Linked DNA regions of Mus musculus: region 1 is linked to region 2. The links are chromatin contacts, called in public Micro-C maps. All regions are on one chromosome and are shown on one strand. Each heading gives the region's core, a stretch centred on a gene start, on an enhancer-like site or on the middle of the called end of the contact. The rest is flanking DNA. Distances are from core to core; before and after follow the strand shown. Region 1 overlaps Nvl (nuclear VCP-like). Region 2 overlaps Ephx1 (epoxide hydrolase 1, microsomal).

Region 1 (6,540 bases), core at 703-3,202, 130 kb after region 2:
GATATATATGTGTGAGGTCCTGAGTTCAATCCCCAGAACCCACATTAAAAAAAAAAAAATGCATTCAGCGTAGCAAACTTGTTACCCCAATGCTGGGGAAGTGGAGAGAGGCAGACCCCTGAGGCTCACTGGTCAGCTAATCTAGCCTATTCAGTAAGTAAGCACCAAGCCAATTCAATTAAGGGTGGCTCCTAAAGAATGTTACCTGAGATTGACCTCTGACCTCCCTCCCCACATAAACAAGTATACTCACACACGGGTACACCCACAGACCCACCCCCCACCACGGTATAATACAATTTGAATTGAATGGAAAATGTTTTACAGAAAAAGGTCCAGTTTCATGAGATTCACTCTGTAAGTGATCAGATATACATGCATGACTTGCATTATTTTAAGAAATATATTATCTTAAAACGAATTCACTATTTACCATCCATGCAGGTTAGAAGCTGGGCTACAATTCTTCGTTCCATATCTTTTGAAGCAACTTCTCTTTTGGGGGTAATTGCATCAATTTCATCAATGAAAACAATACATGGTGCATTTGACTAGAAATAAAAATAACAACAATATATATAAATAAATTCCCTATATTGGCAAATAACATTTATTTATTCTTTTGATTTTTAAAACTAGAAGGTTGCTGGGCGTGGTGGCGCACGCCTTTAATCCCAGCACTTGGGAGGCAGAGGCAGGCAGATTTCTGAGTTCGAGGCCAGTCTGGTCTACAAAGTGAGTTCCAGGACAGCCAGGGCTACACAGAGAAACCCTGTCTCGAAAAAACAAAAAAACAAAACAAAACAAAAAAAACAAAAAAAAAACCCTAGAAGGTTTAGTCCCCAAAAGACTAACCATGAACAAGGCATTCACAAGAATGCTTCTGATTGTTATCAGAGAACCAGATGCTTAAATAGAAGGATTGTGGTTTATGACATAATCTTCTGAAATTGTTCTGTAACTAGGCATATTTGTATGTTACAGAATATAAGCAGTAAATTTAATAGTTCTCAACTAAGCATAGTAGCACATGCTAAGAATTCTGGCACTTGGAAAGATCAAGACAAGACTTCAAGGATTTCCTAAGCAACATTTCTCTAACAAACAGCAACAAAGAGACATGTGCACGCACGCACACACACACACACGCACACACACGCACACACACACACACACACACACGCGCAAAAAGGATTAAGTGAAAAACAAAAACCTAGGCTTACAATCTCAATCTTTTTTAGTTACTCCACAGTCGAAACAGTGACATTTATTGTGCTAAAAGTCACACTGTCACTTTGAAATGACAGCAAGGAACATATACTTGGCCCATCACTAATGGCTCTCTTCACCTATTTTCCTCATGACAATGCTTGCAAAAAGCACTCATGATTGCTAGGTCAGTAAGTAACAAAGTTCAGAGCAAAGGTCTCAGAAAATAAACCCATTATTTTTTGTCAGTAACCTGGAAAACTCAGTGAAAAAGAGTAAGTGATGATCATGAGAACTTAGCCTAAGGGAAGGGGAACTTTAGAAAACACTACCCAGCCTGACAAGGTTCCACCATCCACTTGGATTAGGGGGTGAGTGTCAGAAATGAAGGTGTAAAACCACATGCTCACTCCACATCTGCATCAGGCACTGTATTTGCTCAGTCCTGCTTTACAGGGAGCTGTGACACGAACTCATGTCCTAAATATGCCACTTAACTTTGCATTCATGTTTGCCATTGTGTTTACCATATATACAAAAGTTTCCAAGTGTTACAGCTCTTTTTCAGTCGGGATCCCTCTACCCCTCCTCGCCGCTGTCCGAGTGACAAAGCTCCCCATGCCCAAGCCCCCACACACGCACCCAGGCTCGTATATCTGAATGCTTGGCCCCAGTTGGTGGAAGTGTTAGAGGATTAGGAAGTGTGGCCTTATTAGAGGAAGTGTGAAGAGCCTGAGAGGTTCTCAGTTGGTTTTCTCTACCTCATGCTTGTAGATTAGATGCATGCTCTCAGCTCCTGCTCCAGAGCCTGCCTGCCCGCTGCATGATGGGCATCAGCTCTGAAGGTTCAAGCCCCAAATAAACTTTCTGTAAGTTGCCTTGGTCATGGAGGCTTCTCAGAGCAACAGAAGAGTAAACTAAGACATGGTAACTATCTGCACCACTTATATCCGTTCTCTCAACCATCCTGGTACCGTTCGTGCCTCTCACTGTCAGTCTATATAACGAACCTGTCAGCTAACCTCTACTTCTCCCCATCTTAAAACTATTCTTCTTGCTGGGCACAGTGGCACAGCACAGCAAGGCAGAGGCGGACTCGTAAGTTTCAGGCCAGCCTGATCCACATAGTCTGTTCTAGACTACAAGGGCTAAACAGCGCAACTTTCTTTCAAAAATTAATCAACCACTCTTATAATTTATACTTATTATAAGTACCTAGTTACTTAGTAATATTGCTGCAAATACATTTCTCTCCTAATTTCACATCAGCTTCAGGTAGTTACAATGGTTATGTTTATGAGCAATTGTGTGCTTTAGATGCAAATAAAGACCTAACATTAAACCCAGTGTGGTGGCACACAACTGTAATTCCAGCACTTGGATAGAAATAGGAGGGTCCGCAGTTCAAAGTCATCCTCAGCCACACAGGAAGCTTGAGTCCAGACTGAGTGATGTAAACCCTGCCAGTTTTTAGTTTTAGTCACAGCGGTGACTCATGTCTGCTCAAGTGCAAATGTCATGACTACAGGACTCTTGCTACAATGTTAAAGGTTTTAATTCTTTCAGTTGGGCATGGTGGTGTACATCGATAATCACAGCACTTGGGGGGCTGAGGTTGAAAGGTTGGTTGTCAGGAATGTATTTAAGGCAGGCTAGATAACATGGCAACAACACACAACCTGGAAAAATGAGTGAATCTTCTGATTGTGAAAACTGGGTATTTTACCATTCCCATCGCATTGTGTGAGAGCACTGAACTGGTCCTTAGCGTTCGTTCCCAGTGAGAAGGCAGACATTTAACCACTGTAGTATATGCTCAAGATGGACTTTAACTGGATCCCAATATCCACTTCTAAACTGTATAATCTCTGTTATGAGAATCTTCTTTTCACCCCTCTAATCATATAAACAGCATTGATCCTGAGTCTTACGGTGATTGCATAACCCTAAGTATTATAATTATGATAATTCTTATGGTGTTTGCAAGTTGTTCAGTCAGACATAAGCTGGAAAGACAAAGTAAATGAAGTGACTTCAGGACAGTATGTTCTGAACTTTAACTCTGGGTATGGCAGCCCAAAGCTTGTCAGTATAAGCTTGTCACCTATATACTTGGTTTCATATGAAACATGACATAGCCAAGAGTCTATACCATTAAATTCACTTTAAATTTTGACCACTGAACGTTCGTACAAAAGGAAGGTCAGCAGGTGGGAAAGAATTCTAGCACAGAAAGGCAGACTCTACTGAAAGGGTGCAGCAGGCGATAAGCTCACGTAAGCACAGCTGACTCACCACAGCCTGGTCAAATAACTCACGGAGCTTCTGCTCAGACTCTCCAGAAACTCCGGACACAATCTCTGGAGCAGCCACTTTCAGAATCGGCAAGTCAAGTTCCTGTGCACATATCCAGAAAAGAAAGACCAAAGGTTAAATAAAACTTAACTTCCCCACAAACGTATTATGCAATCTTTCGTACCAAAATTGGGGAGGTTTTTTTAAGTTTTTAAAATATATTTATTGTTTATTGTGCATCCATTCATGTATGTGTGCAGGCATGCTTGTGCCACTGTGTACACATAGAGGTCAGAGGACAACCTGTCAACGTTGGTTTTCTCTTTCCACCTTGTTTGTTTCCTGTTTCAACAGAGGATCACCAAGCACGGTGGAAAGCCCCTTTAACCACTGACACATCTTTCTGGCCTCTACAATTTCCTAAGAAATTCCATCTCTATATGTGAGCCTAAAGACAAATACTACTTAAAAGTATGGAGAGATGGCTCAGCAGTAAAGAGCACCTACATGGCAGCTTACAATGGTCTGTAACTCCAGCTCCAGGGGATCCCATGCCCTCTTCTGACTTCCATGGACACCAGACATGCACACGGTACATAGACATACATGCAGGCAAAATACTCACAAACACAATACAATAAATAATCTCTTAAAAAAAAGAAAAGAAAATCAGCTGAGTGGTAATGGTGCACAACTTTGATCCCCACTCCCCACTCTGGAGGCAGAGCAGCTGGATCTTTGAGTTCGAGGCTAACATGGTCTAAAGAATGAGTTGAAGGACAGCCAGGGCTACAGAGAAAAATTCTGTCTTAAACAAACAAACAAACAAAACAAACATACCTATGGATTCACTCACCAAATGTAGTGGCTTACACCTATAATATCAGCACTTGTGAGACTAAAGTTTTGAGTTCAAGGTTGGCAGGCAAACAGTGTAAGGCCCTGTCTTTAAAGGAAATCTTGGGATTTACTCAAACAGAGAAATGCAAATGTTGCATTTATGGCCTACTATGCAGTGGCCATAAGACAGACAGATAGATTTATTTGTTTGTTTGTTTGTTTATATTTTTTGTTTTATATATAAGTACTCTGTAGCTGTCTTCAGACATACCAGAAGAGGGCATCAGAGTTCATTACAGATAGATGTGAGCCACCATGTGGTTGCTGGGATTTGAACTCAGGTCCTTCAGAAAAGCAGTTAGTGCTCTTAATAGCTGAGCCATCTCTCCAGCCTGACTGTTGTTTTGTTTGTTTTTGTTTTTCGAGACAGGGTTTCTCTGTGTAGCCCTGACTGTCCTGGAACTCACTCTGTAGACCAGGTTGGCCTTGAACTCAGAAATCCGCCTTCCTCTGCCTCCCAAGTGCTGGGATTAAAGGAGTGAACCACCGCTGCCCAGCAACAAATTTATTTTTAAAAAGACAAATCAAGTTGCTTTTAACAAGTGAGTTTGTTCTATTAATGACTAGAATAATATGCTACTCTGCTAGAAAGTTCCTTGGACTTATACTTTATCATGAAATAAGTTTCCAAAAAATTTGATAGGACAGAACTGCTAACTCTTTATTTTGCAAAATAAGTGTCTTTTTGTGTTTGTGAGTGCAGAGGTGGATGTGGTTGATATAAGAAGAAATATACAGTTTAAAGCCAAAGATAGCTTTAAACTTACAATTGTGCCTTAGTCCAAACAACACTGGACTAATACAAACCTAACTGATCTTTTAAAAACTATTTTAGAAGGGCATTTTAACAGTGGAAATTTTAAATAAATTTAGTTCCAAGAGAAAACCATTATTTTGCATATTTTGCTGATTTTAAGAATGACTAGGATAAAAGAGAAGCAGCTCCAATGCAAACTAAATGTTTAGCTTTACAATTACGCTATTTTTGCTTCCTACCCAAGTTTTGTCACAGACACAATACTTGCATCCATTAAAAAGCAGCCCCAGCAGCGTAAGCAGCAGCATGAAAAGGTAAATGAACCAAGCTGAGGCTGGGATGGCTCAATCTGCGTAACGTGCTTGGCAGCATGAGAACCTGTGTCTGGAACTACGGTGCAGATGGGAAGGCAGGCAGTGAGCTCCACATCTGTAGCCCCAGCACAGGCAGGGTAAAGGACAGCTCCAAGGGGCTGGAGAGATGGCTCAGCAGTTAAGAGCACTGACTGCTCTTCCAGCGATCCTGAGTTCAAATCCCAGCAACCACATGATAGCTCACAACCATCTGTAATGAGATCTGATGCCCTCTTCTGGTGTGTCTGAAGACAGCTACAGTGTACTCATATAAATGAAATAAATAAATCTTAAAAAAAAAAAAAAGGATGGCCCCTGGTTTTGCTAGGCTGCAGACCTAGCCAAATCAAGTGAGCCAGGCTCAAACAGAAACCCTTGTCTCAAAACAACAAAAAGACAATGAGGAAGATGATGAGGGAGGAAGAAAGAGAGGGAGAGGAGGGAGAAGGGGAATCTCTTACTGATTAAATTTGCTTCCTAAAGAGATACCAGGTCTAATTGGAATTGACCAAAGACACAAACAAACAAAACAAACAGAAATGCAGCAACAACTAGCCTCACCCCTGCTATTGCGTGTGCAAGTAATGTCTTCCCACAGCCTGGTGGTCCATGCAGGAGAACTCCACGAGGGGGCACGACACCAAGGTGCTGGTATACCTCTGGATGGCGCATGTGTATGAGCATTTTGCAGACTTCCTGCCAAGGAATAAGCATAAAAGATGTCTTCCTCAGCTCGAGAAAGAAAGAATCAAAGTAGAATGAAATGCCCCAACACCAAAATATACTAAACAGAAGACAGGCTTTAGGCTTTGCTTTGAGCTGAGTCCCAGCATTTAATGCTATGTACATAATTTCTGCTACATTTCCATGCTTTATTTCCTAAACTATAAAAATATCTCACAAAATACCACAAAAAGTAACTAACAGTAACTGTAACAGAGAAGACAGTAGAAAGCTGCCGTGATCACTATTAATGTCATTATTGTTAGTACTGTCAGAACAGTGTGACTTACAAGGCATGCACTT
Region 2 (6,438 bases), core at 1,016-3,515:
TCAATGACAACTGCCAGCTATATATTCTCTGTTCCCAGAGCCCTGTGTACTGTGAGTGGCTCAAGAGCTGCCAGGGGTCTCCTGAGGCGGCCTAGGCAGCATGGCCTTGACTGCTGGTGGCACCTAGGTGTCCCTCTGTCCTAGTCAGCAGGGCCAAGGTCAGAGGGCCCAGCAGGACTCTCCAAGACAGGGGATGGAGAGGACACAGCAACTCTCTTGGAATGGGAGATCCACGTGGGTATCTAAGAAACACAAGGTATCTGGCCCACACACTCTTAGAAATAAACCCATTTATCATTAAAGCCATGTAGCTTAACACAGCTATGCAGTGGGGCGAAGCATATGGGGGTGGTAAGAGAGGACTCTGTGGGGTTGAAGTCTGGGTCCCCCAGTGTGGTCAGGGAACAAACTTATTCCTCTGGAAGGGCACATCTTCCATAAGTATGACTGGGAAGGAACCAGGGCTGCTGCTAAAGCCATGGTTGGTGTGTAGCGTCATCACTGCAGCTCAGCCAGGGACACGAACTTGCGGATGTCCTGGGCCAGAAGCTTGGGCTCTTCGAAGGCAGCAAAGTGGCCCCCACGTTCCATGTAGGAATAGGAGATGAGTTTGGGGTACTTGACCTTCACCCACTTTTCTGGGGCATGCAGGATCTCAGAAGGGAAGGCTGAATAGCCAGTGGGCACAAAGACCTTCATCCTGTGGGGAAGAGAGATGAGGTGAGGGGCTGTGTTCTCCTGTTCCCAGAGAGGACTCCCAGGGCCTGGGGAGGACTTGGCTAGGTCAGATGGAGCCATAATGGCAAGGGCTTCCACTACCCTCTCATTATAGACCGCCATTTTCATTCATTAGGGACCTTGTCTGCCAGGGAGGGTCACCCAAGCAGGAAATGGGCAACCTCTGATGCCCACCTTACTGGACCATCTCTTTGCTCTCACCTGAGGGTCTCTACATAGGCCTGTGAATCCCAAAGTACCTGACAATTATGAAGAAGTGGATACTCAGGATGTCTGGTATCTTTCTCACCTGTCCATCAAGCCTTCTCTGAGTTAAAGGACAGATGGTAACCATCCCCTAGCCCCAGCCCTGCCTCCTGCTCAGCCAGGCTTACCCCTCATGTCTATGGACCATGACACCCTGGCCCAAGTTTTCCTTGTAGAAGCGCTGGGAGGAGACAATGGTTCCTGTCGTCCAGTAGATCATGATGTTAGTCAGCAGATCTTCCAGGGAGAACTTCCTGGGAAAACACACAGGATGCCCAGGCTCAGTGAAAGCTATGGCTGTCAAGAATAAAGGGCTGCCCTCTTCAGGGTCACCACAACAGACAATGCCTACCTCTCACATGCTGGGAGCCCAGGGCAGGACTAATGACTTAAACCTGCCACTCAGGGGTGTGGCCTTCCACAGGGAACAACTCCAGCCTTCCCTGGTAGCTGTCTGTGCTGTAGAAGAGCCTCTGTGTTTAGCTTTAGATTGCCCACTGCAGAGGGCTCTCATCCCCTCCATGACACTCGCTGACATCAGTGTTTCAGGCCTACAGTCTTCTGAGTCTTAACTGTGACTAGCTGTAGCTCCACGTGGCCTCTTAACCCTGGTGACCCAATCAATCCCGGCTGCTGACTCCTCCAAAAGTTTCAACATTGCATGTGTTCTGATGGCCATGAGTCTACCACAGCCCAAGCTTCCTTGCCATGAGAACATCTTAGTCTAGAAGACACCAGTGTCCACTGTGTCTGGGGCTAGAGTTTCAAGGTTTTTCTGCCCCACAGGAATTGTGATCTGCAGGTAAGTTACCTCCATCTGCCTTCTTGGCCATGTTAGCGCCTCTTCCCTGTGGTAACTGCACTATCTGGTCTCATGTTACCCCTTTCTACCAGCTGCCTTCCCCAACCCAACTTCCACTCCTATTCTCTCTCAGTCCTGCACCCTGTAACTGTGTATATTGCTTGGGTCTGTAGGAGTGAGGCACTTATAGGGCTCTGTCCTCTTAGTCTGTCTGTCCCTCTGTCCTTTCCTGTCTCTTCTCTGTAGTCAATAAGACTTCCTAGCATCCTTAGATGCTGCTACTCACATGTTCTGTGATATCTACCAAGGATCAAGCAGACCACATGGAACTCTCTCTTCAGTACCATATTTTATCCAAGCGCTACCTTTGTGGACCCAGGCTCCGAGTGGACACCCCACTGGGATGTCTTGCAGTCTCTGCCCCTCAGTGTGACAGTGCCAAAAAGGAGCTTGGCATCAGGCCAAGCTCCTGTGACAGAGCACTGTGTCAGAGGACACAGCAGTTACCCTCACACCCATGCAATCTCACAGCTCTGTCCCCTCCCATCGCTCTCCACAGAGCTCATGGATGTATAGGGCCCAAGTGACAGGCTTCAGCTATTCTTCCACAAGGGTATTTGCTGCTGTGGGGACTTCCTGGCACGCATATTTTGTCTGACCCCCAACTATGGTGCTTCACAAGTCACAGGCCCTTTCTTGTGTCTACCTCCCCATTCCTAATGAGGGCATAGAGTAGGAGGTGCACAAGCCAAACAGAGAAGAAGCTTGCTGGCTTCCCTATGGGGTGTCTGGAGACAGGGGTAGAATGTCAGGCCGAGAGAGGCAGAGCCTGGGGATGAGTTCTGACAGAAAAGGTGGGGCCTCACCTCTCCAGGCCTCCATCCTCCAGTTCACGGTATTCTGACTTGGTCCAGGTGGAGAACTTCTCTAAGATGTAGGCAGCCAGGCCCACAGGAGAGTCATTCAGAGCACAGCCTGGATGGGAGGAGCAAGGGAGGGGTTCAAGCCTGGCCCCAGAGAGTATGTGACTCCAGGAGAGAGGTATGTGGGTGCCACAGAGGGGTGGCAGGTCTAGCTGTGCACCCTGGCCTGAGTAGCCTCATATAGCAAGAGGAGATCAATATTCTCTACAATCTCATGAGATTCACAGAAGATATGGGCTGTATCTTGGTATAAAATTGATAGTTAATTACAAATAAATCTTAATATACCCACTAGTTAAAATACAATTCCAGTCATTGAACCAGCAGGGGGCAGTATATGCATAGCATTCCTGAGGCCCTAGGTACCATGACCAGCTTTAAACATCATGGCAGAGATAGCAGTACAGACACTCACAAGGGTCACGGTGAGCCAAAGGAGCAAGAACACGGAGTCCTCGCTGTGTGACTTCAGTCCCTGAGGATAAGTAGAGGCAACAGTGCTCTAGGACCCCTAGTTAGGGGAGCAAGGGGGACTGACCAAAGAGGCCATTGACTGAGTCTGGGACATGTGGACCTGCGTTTACAACATGCATAAGGGACAATGCTGGTGAGCTCTTCTGGGGAGTGTGGCTGGAAGGAGAGCCAGAGACTGACTTCTTTCTGCTGTATTTTGGATTTTTTACATTCCCAGTCATAGCACGAACATCTGCATCGCAACGGGAAAGACAGCCTGACTTTATAAAGTGCTATTGTGATCAGGAGGTGTCCTTGCTGTGGGCGTGGAGCTACCATGGGCGTTGTGGGAGGCTCCACAGTGGGCAAACTGACTCCCAGGTGTCCTCTGAGTGGACTCAGGGGACATCCAGAGGACACCTGACAGTCCTTGCATCTTCTAGGGCATCAATTGTCAAACTGTGGGTTGTGATCCCTTTAGGGTCCCATGACCCTTTCACAGGGGTTGCATATCTGATATCCTGCATATCAGATATTTACATGACGATTCATAGCAGTAACAAAATTATAGCTATGAAATAACAAGAGAAATAACTTTACGGTTGGGAGTCACAACATGAGGAACTGTTTGAAAGGATTGAAGCATTAGGAAGGCTGAGAACCACTGTACTAGGGTGGTCCCACCTAGCTCTGCCTTTTAGCTTCTTCACAGCTCTGTCAAAGATAGAAAACCAGGAGAGTTCAAATGATTCTGGCCTATCAAGAAGAAACACATTTTTTTCAGTGCTATTTTTCCTTCTGGACTGGGGGTTGGACCTAGGGACTTAACAGGTTTGAAGTAAGGATTCTTCCACTCAGCTGCCTCCCAACACGTTTGTCTATTCTGAAATAGGGTCTAAGGCACATGGGCAGGCCTTGACTTTCTTGATCCTCTTGCTGCAGCCTCCAGAGCAGCTGGGTTACAGACCTTGCTGAGGCACCAGGCCTCCGTGTATCATCAGGCTTGGTTACTCTGGGTGGTAATGAGCCTTGTATAAACTACAAAATGATTTGTATTCTCCATACCTTTGAACAAACTATTGTTTGAGCATTTATAATTTTCTTTATAAACTACAATTTTTAGTTTCTTTTCTTTTTTCTTTACAACCACCCCTCTCTAGTAAAGTGTCTTGCTATGTAGCCCAGGATGGCTTGAAACTCGCTGTGTAGACTAGGCTAGCCTAAAACTTGTGGGGTTCCCATAGCCTCTGTCTCTCATATGTGGAACTCTAGCTGTGGTAAATGACAGATCACTTGTCACACAGTGTGATGCCTTGGTTCAGTTCTCAGTAGAGAAAACAGAGATTTCTGCTTCCTTGTCAGGGGTTTCTTGCTGTAAGCTGTGCGCTCAGGGGCAGTGAGATTCCCTCTGGGCTCCACTGCCCCGGTGTGCTTACCCACAGTGTCCGGCTTGGTGGCCTGGATGTGTAAGTAGCCACTCTCCCTCATGATGTTGTAGAAAACCTTTTCCTTGAATGGGTACAAGAGCTCCAGATCCTTCTCTGTGTAGCCAAGAAATCTCCCAAAACGTTGGCCCAGGAGAGGGGTCAGGGAATAAATGTTTCTTGAAATGAAAGACATATTCAAGTGCAAACCTTTCACGTGGCTGTAGGCAGAGGAACAGGCACAGGTGAGCTCAGCTGCTGGGAAGGACAGGAGAGGAGAGGGAGAAGGAGGGAGAGGAGAGGAGAGGAGAGGAGAGGAGAGGAGAGGAGAGGAGAGGAGAGGAGAGGAGAGGAGAGGAGAGGAGAGGCAGCAGGACAGAAGAACACAAGCCGGCCCCCTTTAGCCCCTTCCCTCTGGGGCATCCACTGGGTTGAACCTGTGGCTGGGGAAGAAGAAAGTGTTCTAGAGTGTTCTTGCCAGGGCTGCTCTAGACCTTGTCCCACATGATTTATTAGAGTCTCTTTCCTCTGCTTAGACAGCTGCCACAGCTATCCCAAGGGTCAACACGGCCTTTTCCACCCAATGGGGGAAGATCTGTTTCCTCTGTCTCAGGTCCGCAAGCCTCTGGGCCTGGGAGACCTGGCCAAGGAAGTCCCAAGTCTCAGAGACTGCTGAAGAGGGCTTGGGGTGAACAGTCCCGCGTCCTGTGTGGATTCCACCCACCCACAGAGCCTGGTGAGGCTGCGCCATGCAAACTCACTTGGGCACCATCTGGGCTATGTTGGTGCAGATGAGAGACCCCCAGTCGCCGCCTTGAATGTAGAACTTCTGGAAGCCCAGCCGTGACATCAGCTTGTAGAAGATCCTCGCAGTGGCCACCGAATTTAAACCTGAGTGAGAAGGGAGCAGAGAGACTGTTCTAAACGGTTGGCCGAAAGGTCTATGGTTGCTGTACTTTGGGCTTCGAATGAGTTTATTGAGTACAGCAGCAGCAGCAGATAAAATAGCAAAACCTCACCAAACCATAAGTGTACATTCGCCTGCAGAGGTGAGTAAGGCACCTCCCTGAGAAAGCAAGCAACGGGGAGAGGGGGAGACTGGCGGAGGAGTTTCTCCCCGTGGATGAGACTCCACTGTTGGGCTAAACAATAGCAGCGTCTGCTGGAAATAAGTTTGTCTTCTCAGCTGTCTTTGGGATGCAAGGTTTTTTCTTCTTTTTTTAAAGATTTATTTATTCATTTTATGTATCTAAGTACACCATCACTGTCTTCAAACACACCAGAGTCACTGTTTTCAGACACACTAGAAGAGGGTATCAGATCCCATCATAGATGGCTGTGAGCCACAGTGTAGTTGTTGGGGATTGAACTCATGACTTCTGGAAGAGCAGTCAGTGCTTTTTTTTTTTTTTTTTTTTTGGAGACAAAGTTTCTCTGTGTAGCCCTGGCTGTCCTGCTGGAACTCACTCTGTAGACCAGGCTGGCCTTGAACTCAGAAATCTGCCTGCCTCTGCCTGCAAAGTGCTGGGATTAAAGGCATGCGCCACCACTGCCTGGCCAGTCAGTGCTCTTAATTGCTGAGCCATCTCTCTAGCCCAGGGATGCAACATTTTAAATACTCTGAGCTGCTTGCTGTTTTTCCCTCTCCCCATTGCAGAGTCAGGGCCAGCCTGACCCAGGACTGTGTGTCCTGAAGAACACTTGCAGATAAACATGCTTGCGTCTCAAATAGGGACTTGAAGTGGGGTGTTAGCATCCTTGCCTCCAGAGCCTGCTTCACTGAACTCCAAAATCACATGACAACGTACCAGTGCAATGAGCACTGAACGGGGAGTCATGAAATTCAACAGAC

The links. Hi-C and Micro-C count contacts between places; a contact is called where the count stands out from the background.
Region 1: a contact with region 2 is called in a Micro-C map of the HL-1 cell line, with 2.2 times the contacts expected there. The contact joins two enhancer-like sites. A contact is called at or near these places in 3 of 15 datasets of contacts at CTCF or cohesin (the NIH/3T3 cell line, large pre-B cells and pro-B cells), 13 of 484 Hi-C or Micro-C datasets (the C2C12 cell line, the HL-1 cell line, bone marrow-derived macrophages and 10 more), 4 of 115 datasets of contacts at active chromatin or transcription factors (embryonic stem cells, pancreatic cancer cells and stem cell-derived neural progenitor cells) and 3 of 9 other capture datasets (adipose tissue, liver and pancreatic islet).

The regions. Positions count from the first base shown.
Region 1 is chr1:181,123,434-181,129,973 of GRCm38.p6, forward strand. It overlaps Nvl (nuclear VCP-like), which reads right to left. Exons shown (of 23, transcript NM_026171.2): 9 at 6,076-6,210; 10 at 3,505-3,606; 11 at 434-551. Among named protein-coding and RNA genes, the nearest start is that of Nvl, 18 kb to the right of the region's middle. Within about 2 kb of position 1,953, at least 20 of the 459 cell types and tissues checked have an H3K27ac peak or open chromatin away from gene starts, as enhancers often do. A contact at or near this core is called in the HL-1 cell line, where this site is marked.
Region 2 is chr1:180,989,281-180,995,718 of GRCm38.p6, forward strand. Ephx1 (epoxide hydrolase 1, microsomal) reads right to left here. Exons shown (of 9, transcript NM_010145.3): 5 at 5,348-5,477; 6 at 4,599-4,807; 7 at 2,653-2,761; 8 at 1,113-1,238; 9 at 276-700. The coding sequence ends at 499. Among named protein-coding and RNA genes, the nearest start is that of Ephx1, 25 kb to the right of the region's middle. Within about 2 kb of position 2,266, at least 6 of the 459 cell types and tissues checked have an H3K27ac peak or open chromatin away from gene starts, as enhancers often do. A contact at or near this core is called in the HL-1 cell line, where this site is marked.